2 separate regions of the Mus musculus genome follow, and region 1 is linked to region 2. The links are chromatin contacts, called in public Hi-C maps. All regions are on one chromosome and are shown on one strand. Each heading gives the region's core, a stretch centred on a gene start, on an enhancer-like site or on the middle of the called end of the contact. The rest is flanking DNA. Distances are from core to core; before and after follow the strand shown.

Region 1 (5,898 bases), core at 1,894-4,393, 320 kb before region 2:
CAGCCTCTCTTCAGCAGCTTCTCCGGCCGTGTCCCTGCTGCACACTCCTGGGCACACTCCTGGGTACGAAGCTTTCGCTTTGCCCTATCCATCCACTCATTCATTTTATCAAAGCCAGAAAACAAAGGAAATTTAACAGAAATAAGCCAACGAACTTCATCGCACCTCATTTTACACAACCATTAAAAACATACAAATATCTCACGTGTGTTCCATGAGCTTCGTGTGAACTCACAATAGGATTGATTCCCCACGTCATATTGATAAAGCAGTGTACCCCAGAACCACTTCTCAGGATTTTAGTTTTTAGAACATAACTAACTACATTTTGTATGTTATCATTTTTGAAACCAAGGAATATTTCATTTAAAGATGTTTAGACCCACTAAGGTCTCCTAAGATTTAGTGGTCTATTGTTTTCTGAAGTCTCTGGATTACATCATTAGGCAGTGGTAGTCCTGGGCAGGGTGCTTTGGAGGAAAGCATATTTTGAGAGTATTGTCTTTAGATCATTTATTTAAATTGGTGTATTTTTGGAAGCGGAGACATAAACTAACTCCTTGGTAAAGAAGAAGAAGGCTGTCTTGACAGACATAAGGGGAATCATCTGATGTGTCAAAAGAGTTTTCAAACCGTTGGGTGCTCATCCCTTCGGATCTGAAGCTGGCTGCTGTTTCCTGGGTTCAGACTTGAGGGACCTGGCTTGCAACTACAGCGCACAGCCACTAGAGGTCAGAGTTTTACATCGTCCTGAATAGACGACAAGAGTCTGAGACAATGGTATTTCCTTCCTCACATACTCTAATGTCCTTGATTAAAAAAGAGAAGAAAACCGAGAAAAGTGAGATCACTGTCGTAAGAAGAGGGCTGTCGGCACTCAGAAGGAATAAAAACAAAGAGCTGAAAACATTTTGCAAATGTGGAGAGAAAACAAAAAGCATACAGATCAGTCTGATGACCAAGGTTGTATTGCTATATCCATCTCCTCCAAGGAGACAAAGGTGTGCTAAAAACAACAACTACAGCATCAGTGATGGTGACAACAACAGCAGGGACCAACTTGTACTGAATACACATTACATATTACTAAAAACACATCTCAGAGATGAAAAAAGCAAGCACTGAGTTCCGGGACAGCTTTTAGGGGCCTGAACAATGTTTGCACCCTCTGTAACCACAATCTCACATTTGAGGGTTTTGCCTGCCCTGCACCCAAAAACCATCAAGTACAGAGCCAAGGGAAGAGCTGTTGATATGAAGATGTCACATGGCTCAGGGAAGGAGCTGTTGACATGAAGATGTCACATGGCTCACAGAATTCGTCACAGCAGCAGGATTTAGAAGCAAAGTAACTGCTTAATATTAAGATTACAAAACAAAATCGCAAATGACATAGTCACTATTTTCAGAATTATAAAGAAAGAAAAGGGAATTGAGGAAATATATTTCTAGCATCAGTGGAACTGTGTAAACTACATAAAATGTGTGCTTGTATGAATGAGTAATAAAAGGAGTCTGAGAAAAGAATGGCATTCACGCTAGGATTATATGGATCATATAGAAAAATACGGCCCTAGAAAAGCATGTTTAAATCATTGGCAAAGATATAGTGTAAAGTTCCAGGGAGTTCGGAGTTTACACAAGCTCAACTGGACCCGCTAGTGAGCAGACATCTGCCATTGTCTGCCAACTGCTCCCAGACCTTCCGACTGGACATATTTACTCTGGTCAACTGTGTCCCTTAATATGCCACAGATTCATCAATAATAGTCACTGTTCTTCTCAGTAGCAATAACAACACATCCAATACGTGCAGTTTAAAAAAAATTGATCAGCTGGGCTGGAGAGATGGCTCAGCCGTTAAGAGCACTGACTGCTCTTCCAGAGGTCCTGAGTTCAAATCCCAGCAACCACATGGTGGCTCACAACCATCTGTAATGAGATCTGACACCCTCTTCTGGTGTGTCTGAAGACAGCTACAGTGTACTTACATATAATAATAATAAATAAATCTTTGGGCTGGACAGAGTGGGACTGGAGCAAGCAGAGGCCCTGAGTTCAATTCCCAGTAACCACATGTAGGCTACAGTATACTCATTTACATAAAATAAATAAATAAATCTTAAAAAAATTGTCAGCTACTTCAAGTCTAGTTTCTGGAAATACAGTGTCATTTAGAGTCATGCGATACTTCCAACAGAACGGTAACCCAAAAGAGAACAGAAAGGAAAATTCAAATGGATCCGGACTTTGGCGAGCATCGAGGCCAGCTGAACTGCCAACAGAGCACAGGCTCGCTGAAATGAACCCTTTTACACCTCTAAGCACAAAGTCACAGAACACGGGAAGGCCAGGCATCTCAGGAACCATTCTTAAAGAGAGATGTCAGGTTCCCACAAGCCATCATGGGTCACTTATCTGCGTTTGAGCTTCTTTTTCTACCCAGCAGCTTTGTGGTTTCTAAACCTCAGATGGTAATTGCTCATGGAGAAATACCCAGATTCGTGGCTTGGTCCACAGAAAAGCTGAATGGATGCAATGCCCCCTCCCACCCACCCCCATCTCACCCCCATTTTTCTAAACTTCTTAGCAGTATCACTTTTTGAGTGCAAAGCTGGTGGTGCAGAAAACTGTGCCCCATCTTTAAAACTCTTCCCTTTGGCTACACACAGGTGTGCCTTTCCCCAGCCAGGGCATGTTCCTTTAAGGGGTTACCCACTACCAGAAAAGAAGGAGCCAGCTAATCCATGCAGCATTCAGCTGCTAGGCAAACCTCACAGCTGTCTTGCTTCAAACCTCCTCCCTCACTGCCCACACTGAAAACATGCAAGTTAAAGAGCGGTTTAAATTAGCATTCTTTAAAGCACCCTTTCGTTACCATATGATGCCAGGGAATCTATTACAGAAAGGCATTCCTAGCACCAGGAACGGACTGGAGCAGAAGAAAATGTAACAATGGCATTCCTGTGTGGCTGAGTAAGGCAGGCAGAGGTTTTGTTCAGAGCAGATGTCAGAGACCTGTAAACCCTAGACAAACAGTGATAAAGACGGATCTTAAGAACACAACCCACTCCAACAGACTCTGACACGTAAGAACAACAGTCCAACACATACAGCACAGGACAGCAGCAGTCCGGCACAAACCAAGTGAGCACCAGGGATCTCCTCTGAGAGTGCAGACTGTCATCCATAGAACAGTGCTGAGCACTGTTCTAGGTACTCGGGACACATCTGTAAATGAAGTAGACAGAAGGTCTGCTCATCTGGAGCTCACATTCTGTCAGGAACTCTGACAGAATGCACGCAGGAGGAATTCAGAGCAGATTGGGATACAACCTGTTTTCTTATTTACATGTCAAGGCATTGCTATGCAACAAGATGTGGGATGTCACAGCAACACTCCAAATCTCACTCACACATTCTCTACCACTCTTCTATTTCTCTGTGTGATTATGCATGCATAAATATATGTTAAATTATCAATCTACAGGTTTGACCACTTGACCAATACTTCATTTATCTTTTTGTTTGTGTGGATATAGGACTTATGTAACACTCACCCAGCCTAGAAGAGCCCATGGGCTTTTGTCAGTTCATAAAATGTTATAAAACGTTCCTCCAAGTCTGGTGACACATAGATGCCTCCACCTGGGAGAACCTTCCTGACCCTTAAAATCAAGGTTCTGGCTCCTCAAAAAGCCAAACTGAGAAACGACGCTCATGAAGCTGTACTCCAGTTTGCAGTCCTGGGCTGAAGACAATGGCCATTTAATTGCACACAAGGTCAAGATCTTTTGATTGGCAGGCTGACAGCTCTGTAGAAGTAATTCTTCATATGGAATTCCCTTGAAATCAAAGGCATCATCATGAGGAGATTAAAAAGGAACAGCTGAGTGGACTGCTCATTTCCAGAGATGTCAGATGGTACTTAATGTATCCTGTTATTTCAGGTGAGCATGCAGTAGATGCTTCTGGGATCTGTAATTGTATTCTGTATTCACCTCATGCCGAGTTAGTGACTGTTCTACTCTCCTTCCCAGGAGAAGTACAGGGTTAGGTTCTTGCAAGCCTCTGCTTCCCACACGGTCCTCATCTTATGTATCACCCACACCACAGGGCTTATTAATAAGGCTAGTTGTATCCACACTGAAGAGACTCTTCCATGTACCATTTGGCCCATACAGCCCAGGGTTTTACATTTTCTTTTGTAGTCTCTGATTGTGCAGAGCCTAACTTGCCTATACAACTAAAGTTTTCCACATCAGATCACCCATAGAAATGTGCAAGTCCCAGTTGAGGAGTAGGCTCAGTGGGCTCAGTGGGCAAAGGCGTGTCATATAAGCATGAAAATCTGAGTTCAGATCCCTGCCACTCACAAAAAAGCCTGGGATTGGCCGCAAGAGCCTAGAGCCCCCCCCCCCCCCCCCCCCCGCTGTGGGGAAGCTGAGGCAGGAGGCCCTGGGCCCAAGAAATAATTAAGCATAGGCAAATAGATGGGAGAGCCTGTCTCAAAATGATAAGGGAGAGCCTGTCTCAAAAAGATAAGGGAAGACATGGAGGAAGGAACTAGACTAATCTCAGGCCTCAGCACTTGCACACACATGTGTGCATGCACACATGAACCTATTCACAGAGTCACACTGATACACAGACACACAGTCACACAATCACACAGTCACGCACAAAGACAGACAGACACACACACACAGACAGAGAGGCAGAGAAAGAGAGACAGACAGACAAAGAGGCACAGAGAGAGAAAGACAGAGAGAAAGACAGACAGACAGAGAGAGAGAGAGAGAGAGAGAGAGAGAGAGAGAGAATATGCAAATATGCAAACCAGTACCGGCAGAGAGGGCCTTTCTAGTTTTCTTACTCTGGGTGATAGGATTAAACCCTTTGACTTTTACCTTCACAGCAATGCTGTTCACGTGCTTTCTAAAGTCAGTCCTTATTTCACAAGCTCAGAACTTAGGCTCTCTCCGTCTTCCTCCCATCCCACCATGCACCACAGAGGTTACCTTGCCACTTTCCAAAGTCCATCCTTACCACTAGATGGATGAATGTTCTCCCTTTCTATGTGCACCATATTGTAACTTTACTAACACTGATCTCACAGCCAATAGGTCCATATCTTATGTCTCAGTGAGCTTATCTGACAGGTGTAGTCCCTGCCACATATCACAGCCTTCCTGTGTTTAGGAATACAGTCAGCTCTGCAATGCCAGGCTTAGGACCATGTGACAGGCGAAGTAAACAAGAAAAAGTGCTAAGAGGCAGAGCATAGTGAGCACTGAGTTAGTGCATCCAAGAGGCCAGCTTACAGTCAGGGCTGAGTGTTCACCCGTGCTGGGGATGTGTCTGTCTACTGACTCTACCTCTCAGCCTTGACACATACTCAGAAATGGCTGCCAAACCACCATGTTGACCTTGAGTAAACGGTAACCCTCACTGAGGAGGTGACTTTGCAGGAAGGGGTGGCAGATGGTGGGGATGGAATGCACTTGGCAGTGGGATATCCCCTTTCATGTCTCCAAAGGAAGTTCCTGTGGTCACACTATGTTCAGCATCCCTCTGGGTATCGGTTCCCAGGGGAATGCTCGTATAGTTCAGGAGCTACATTGACATGAGGTGAAATGCGTAAGAAAACGCTCACAATGGGCACAAAACCATCCCCAGATCCTCAGCCCTCATGGTGTCACCAGCTTGCTCACACCACTGCTGAGAAGCAATAGTTTGACACTGGTCCCCGATTAATAATGGAGAATGATTCTCACCATCCACCTTCGCTAGTATCCTGCTTGTGCTTAGTTACCTTAAATGATCAGGTACATTCATTAGGTCCAGGGCCAGTAAGATCCAGTCCCCAGTAAGGCACTAGCTATTTGTCATGTGGTG
Region 2 (5,272 bases), core at 424-2,923:
CGAATCTCAGAAGCCTTCTTCCTGAGCTTCTGACCCCCCACAGCAGGGAAGGGGGTGGCTTAGTTCACCAACTCCTCTCTCTGGTGTGGGGTACCCTCCCCAGAGCCCCTCCTCTCCTCATCCCATTCATGAATCACATGACTCATGTTAGCTTTGAGTCAAGACCCAAATAAAATGCCATTCTTCATTTAGAAGAGAGAATAATAATAAAAATAATAATAATGCCAAAAATTGGTTTCATTCAGATGTGGTTTGACTTTTAAATCAAGGAGATGAGCCATTTTAAAACGTCATTCTGCTAGAATGGCCTTCATCCAGGAGAGGCCTCCTTGGGAAAGCGCTCCCAGTCCTTTGTTGGTGGCCTTTACCGTTGTCCTTTGATGCTGACTTTGAGCTTGAGGATCCATCCGGGGACAGATTTGACATTTATATTTCAGGTTTTCATACTGGAGAATGAACCATGTTCACACACAATCCCTTTAATATTTTTGAAAGGTCATTTTATTTTTAAGTGTGTGTCTGTGTGTGCACATGTGTGTGCATGTGTGTGTGTGCGTGCGTGCGTGTGTGTGCGTGTGTGTGTGTGTGTGTGTGTGTGTGTGTGTGTGTGTGTGTTGTACATGTCAGTGCTGGTGCCTAAGGAGGCCAGAAGCATTGCATTCCTTGGAGCTGGAGTTGCTGGCACTTGGGAGACACCTGACATAGGCACTGGGAACTGAACTTGTGTTTCCTTACCTCCTGAACCAGTGTTCTAATCCTTATAGTTAACCACTGCACATAGAATATCATTAGCTTTGAGCCCTCACATGATCTCACTATATTCCACTGGAGGGAGGAATCACTATTTTTTTTTTAATGAGACAGCAGTAAGATGGGGGAGTCTGGAGTCCTTTAAGAACAATTTTTAGTTTTTAAAACCATATTTTTCTTGTCTGAACCAGATACCGCCCAGGAAGAGTTACCATGGTATTTTAATGATATTTTTAAAATATGATAATCATCTTTGGTTTTGGAGCTGTCCTGAGAGAAAGCATATGTCTAAGCACTTTTGAATTTCTTCTCTAATTACTTACTGAAATGCAGAATGCAATAAAACCAAAGAAAAGTCCCAGCTTCCTCACTCGCCATGGGGCAGAGACAGATAAACAAGCTGCTCAGAGTCGCTGTCTCCACCTGGTTGATGAGCCAGCCTGCTTTGCTTAACTGTGGACTGGCCTCAGTGTAGCCCTTTCACTAATTACTCCTCAATTTTAACTATTATTTACCTTAAGTATATGTTCGTTCTTACTCTCTTATGAGAAAGATAGGAGAAAGTTTTCAGAAATAGAGAAAGAAATTTAAAACCAAGTTTTGGCTTCTGCCCAGCTTTATCAGCAAACGTTATAATGCTAAAGTTAAGTATACTTTTACAAGGGACGAACTTTTCCCAGAAAAACTATGAATAATCAACTGTTACCAGCCATAAAATGTTTTTTCTTGCAGCTGTGATGAGTTTCAAATGTTACTTTTACTTTATTTGGGGGGAGAAAAGAAGAAGAAAGGCGATTCAATGCTGCTCTTTGTGAAGTTAATAGTCTTGTTTAAAGTACGAGACGATGACAGGGTCACGCTATAAACAAGCCCGGGTACAGATCCAACTTGTAGTTAGATGTCTGGGGAAGGAGCCTATAAAAAGATAAAACTCTCTTAACGACTCTTCCAGAGCAGTGTATAATTAGATACCTGGAAACGCTGCAAAGATCCATTAGGAAGGCAGCTTTTCTTTGTATGCCTCAAGCTTCAGACATGATGCCAGTGCCTCCCGTTGTTGATTGGTACCCTCCCTGATCATCTCAGAGACGGATCGTAGGTCCAGAAGTGTAAGGTGGTTTTCTGGGGTGTACCTCTTTAGACTTGGATGTGTTCTCCCCTTGTTCTGCTTGTGGTTTCCCACTGATGTATAAATAAGAGGGAAGGCACAGAAGTGGTTGAGCCGAAGAGACGGGAAATGGACAGTGTCACACTCTGGCTGGGGCAATTCAGGATCTTGTTTTGGGTTTGTTCCCTGCAGCGTGCACTTAAATCATCCTTTATCTTACTCTGCTGTCAGGATCAGGCAACTGGTTAGTTTTGCTAACCCCACTTCTCTTTGATAACCAGATACCCTCAAACTCAGTCGTTTAAAATAACCATTTTATCAGATCTCACTATGTTACGAGTCGGGAATTTGGCCGTTTCTGTGCCCTGTCACTGCAGCTAGGTTCTCTAGTAGCTTGCAGCTGGCACTAAGCTTGTCTCAAGTCCCCAACTCACTGGTCCAGCCTCTTGTCAGGGTCATCTGGAAGTCTCTGGGCCTCTCAGCCTGGCAAGACTGTGGTGCCAATCTATCAGAGGCCAGGCCTGGAACAGGAGGGCCACTGTCAGAACCAGCCACACAAGTGCTCACATTAGCATCCCTTGGCCACCCAACTCATGTGCTTTTTTGAGAAGTCTCTCTGTCAGGATTTTCCCTCCAACCCCTCTGTGTGTCCATGGTGTGAAGATATAAATCAGAACTAACCATCACAAATGACCAGTTGCTCTTAATTAAAGACAGCAGAGGTGTGCCTCTTTACCTTCTTGGAGTAGCAAAATTGAAGAAAAGCCAATGGGTTGCACTGTGAGCAAGCATCTGTCAACACTAGATATTAGATACTGCATTTTAAATCTCGTGACCCAGCATGCTGAAACACAACTGTCATGTAACTAACTGGCCAGGAGACTGAGGCAGGAGGATCACAGAAGTTAGAGGCTAGAGTAAATTCTAGGCCAGGCTGGTCTGCACAGTGAGACTGTGTCTGTAGAATGAGTGTGTCTTGGCCACCTCTCAATGCCTTGATTTAACAATGCTACTGCTAATAATTCATCCAGGAAAGTTGCTAACAATAAGAAAAAAATCTCTGTGTACAAATGTGTTCTTCACTCCTGTGAGATGCTAAACATGACTCATGAAAAAAGACTTATGGAAATGGGATCAATACCATGCCATCGTGTGCAGCTATTAAACTACAAATGCCATTTCTGTGGGAGAGCCTTCCCATGTAAACAGAGCAAAAATACAGTTATAACTGATTTGAGTAAAGAATACATTCAGACTACATTTGCACACCCTTAATCTAAACACTCAGGAGACAGAGGCAAATAATCTATGAGTTCAAGGCCAGCTAGGTCTACAGAGTAAGTTCAAGGACAGCCAGAGCTACACAAAGAAACCTTGTCTCAAACAACAACAATAACAAATAATAATAATGGGCAAATAATTTTAAAAGTAAAAAGATTTTGTTGAAGTGACATTTTTTAATTTAACTTTTATTTTATAATGTTTTTAAGTTCATTCAGTCATAACATTTATATAATATAACAATGGCTGTCTCTAGCCTTACTTTCAAAATTCAACACACAAACTGGACAAAGTAATGCAGGCCATTAATCCCAGCACTCAGGAGGCAGAGGTAGGCAAATCTCTGTGAGTTTGACACCATCCTGGTCTATATAGAAAGTTCCAAGACAGCCAGGACTACATATTAAGACCCTGTCTCAAAAAATAAAGTAGTAATAGCAATACTGATAACAATAACAATAATTCAGCATACATACAGGAAGTGCCTCTAGCCTTGAAGACATTTAAAAATCTACTTATTGGCTTGCACTATAGCAAATGACCTCACATAAGTAAAAGACAGTTTCTCCTTTTAGTCTGCTATCACATGTTAGGGTGAGAAAGCTGAAAGACCCCACTGTGAGTCAGCAGACCTAACTCCAAGCCCAGGCTCCCCCATTCACTGGACACCGGTATGGGGTGTGATAATGCCTAGCCCTTTCTAGTGCATGGGATTCCCATACTGAATACAAGAGCAAAAGTGAACAGCCAAGAGGTCCCTCCTTGTTTAACAATTATTTGATTCTGTGCTTCTGGAGGGATAGCTTTGGTGCATGAGCCCTAATGCAGGGCGATTCTATACTTCAAGGGGTGGGGGTTGTTAGCTTTGGTGTGTGTGCCCTAATGCAGGGCTAGCTTGAGAAGCAGGGAAATGCTCACAGTGTAAATTCCTTTGTTCAATAAAGTAAAACTATGCATGGTAAGGAAAGCAGGCCATGGCAAGGGGAAGCAGCCCTTCCTTCAGCAGGCCGTACTCTGATACCTATTCTTCCGTGGATGGAAATACTCAGGGTGCCTGACTGAATGCCGGTGATTTTCTCAATGGAAGGCTTGGCACAGACAACCAACAAAAACATAAAGAAAAAACATGGCTGGTCCCTGGTGCTAGTTTAAGTATGCTTGGCCCATGGGAAGTGGCACCTAACAGTTGCCTTATTGGAGAAAGTGTGTCACTGTGGAGGTGGGACTTTGAGGTCTCATATCTTTGAGGCTCAAGTCTGGCCAGTGTGACAGTTCCCTTCTGCTGCCTTTGAATCAAAATGTAGAACTCTGGTTCCTCCAGCATCACGTCTACCTGCATTCTGCCATGCTTCCCAACATCGTGATAGAGACCAAACCTCTGAAACTGTAAGCCATCCCAATTAAAAATTTCATTTATAAGAATTGCCTTGATCATGGTGTCTCTGCACCACATTAAAACCCTAAGACAGACCCATAGTGATGAATACTACAAAGAAAAAAAATAAATGTAAATGGAACAGAATATTCAAGAAGAGGACTCACCAATTCTAGTAGGTGCCAGAAAAAGTCAACTGAGCTGGGGGTGGTACATTATCTGTGATCCTGGCACCCAGAAGAATGATGTAAGGATTCACAAATCCAAGGCCAGCTTTGACTATGTGTTTGTTCCAGGTCAGCCTTGGATGCACAATGAAACCTAAATTTAAATTTAAAAAAATGTTTTTAAGATACAAGTGAGTAAAGACCTAAGAACAAGTGAAGGAAGAAAACAAGCCGGCGTGAGGTCCCCGGTGGGTGTCTGGAAGGTAGGCAGTCATAGCAAGGTTGCAGCAGAGGATGCCCAATCTAGTAGGCTCGTTCACATTGCTGAGCCAAGGAAGGCTGTTTCAAGACAAGGTGGGCATGGGCAGCAGTTAGAAAACTGTCAGCATAACGTAGGCAGTATGAGGATGGGTGGGAGGGGGGATGTGAGCACCCTGAGGGGGGAGCACCCTGGGGGATGAGCACCCCTGGGAGTGTTTTATTGAGGGTTTGGAGGCTTTTGGTGTTTTGTTTTGTTTTGGGACAAAGTCTCTCTATGTAGTACCGGCTGTCCTGAAACTTGATTTGTAGACCAGACTGACCTCAAACTCA

What was found. Hi-C and Micro-C count contacts between places; a contact is called where the count stands out from the background.
Region 1: a contact with region 2 is called in a Hi-C map of uterus, with 5 times the contacts expected there. The contact joins two enhancer-like sites. A contact is called at or near these places in 4 of 484 Hi-C or Micro-C datasets (nephron progenitors and uterus).

What each region holds. Positions count from the first base shown.
Region 1 is chr8:77,999,171-78,005,068 of GRCm38.p6, reverse strand. No RefSeq gene overlaps it. Among named protein-coding and RNA genes, the nearest start is that of Gm29895, 43 kb to the left of the region's middle. Within about 2 kb of position 3,143, at least 39 of the 459 cell types and tissues checked have an H3K27ac peak or open chromatin away from gene starts, as enhancers often do. A contact at or near this core is called in uterus, where this site is marked.
Region 2 is chr8:77,678,617-77,683,888 of GRCm38.p6, reverse strand. The region is part of intron 3 of Ednra (endothelin receptor type A); the gene reads left to right. The region is part of intron 3 of LOC105243223 (a long non-coding RNA gene); the gene reads right to left. Among named protein-coding and RNA genes, the nearest start is that of Ednra, 43 kb to the left of the region's middle. Within about 2 kb of position 1,673, at least 14 of the 459 cell types and tissues checked have an H3K27ac peak or open chromatin away from gene starts, as enhancers often do. A contact at or near this core is called in uterus, where this site is marked.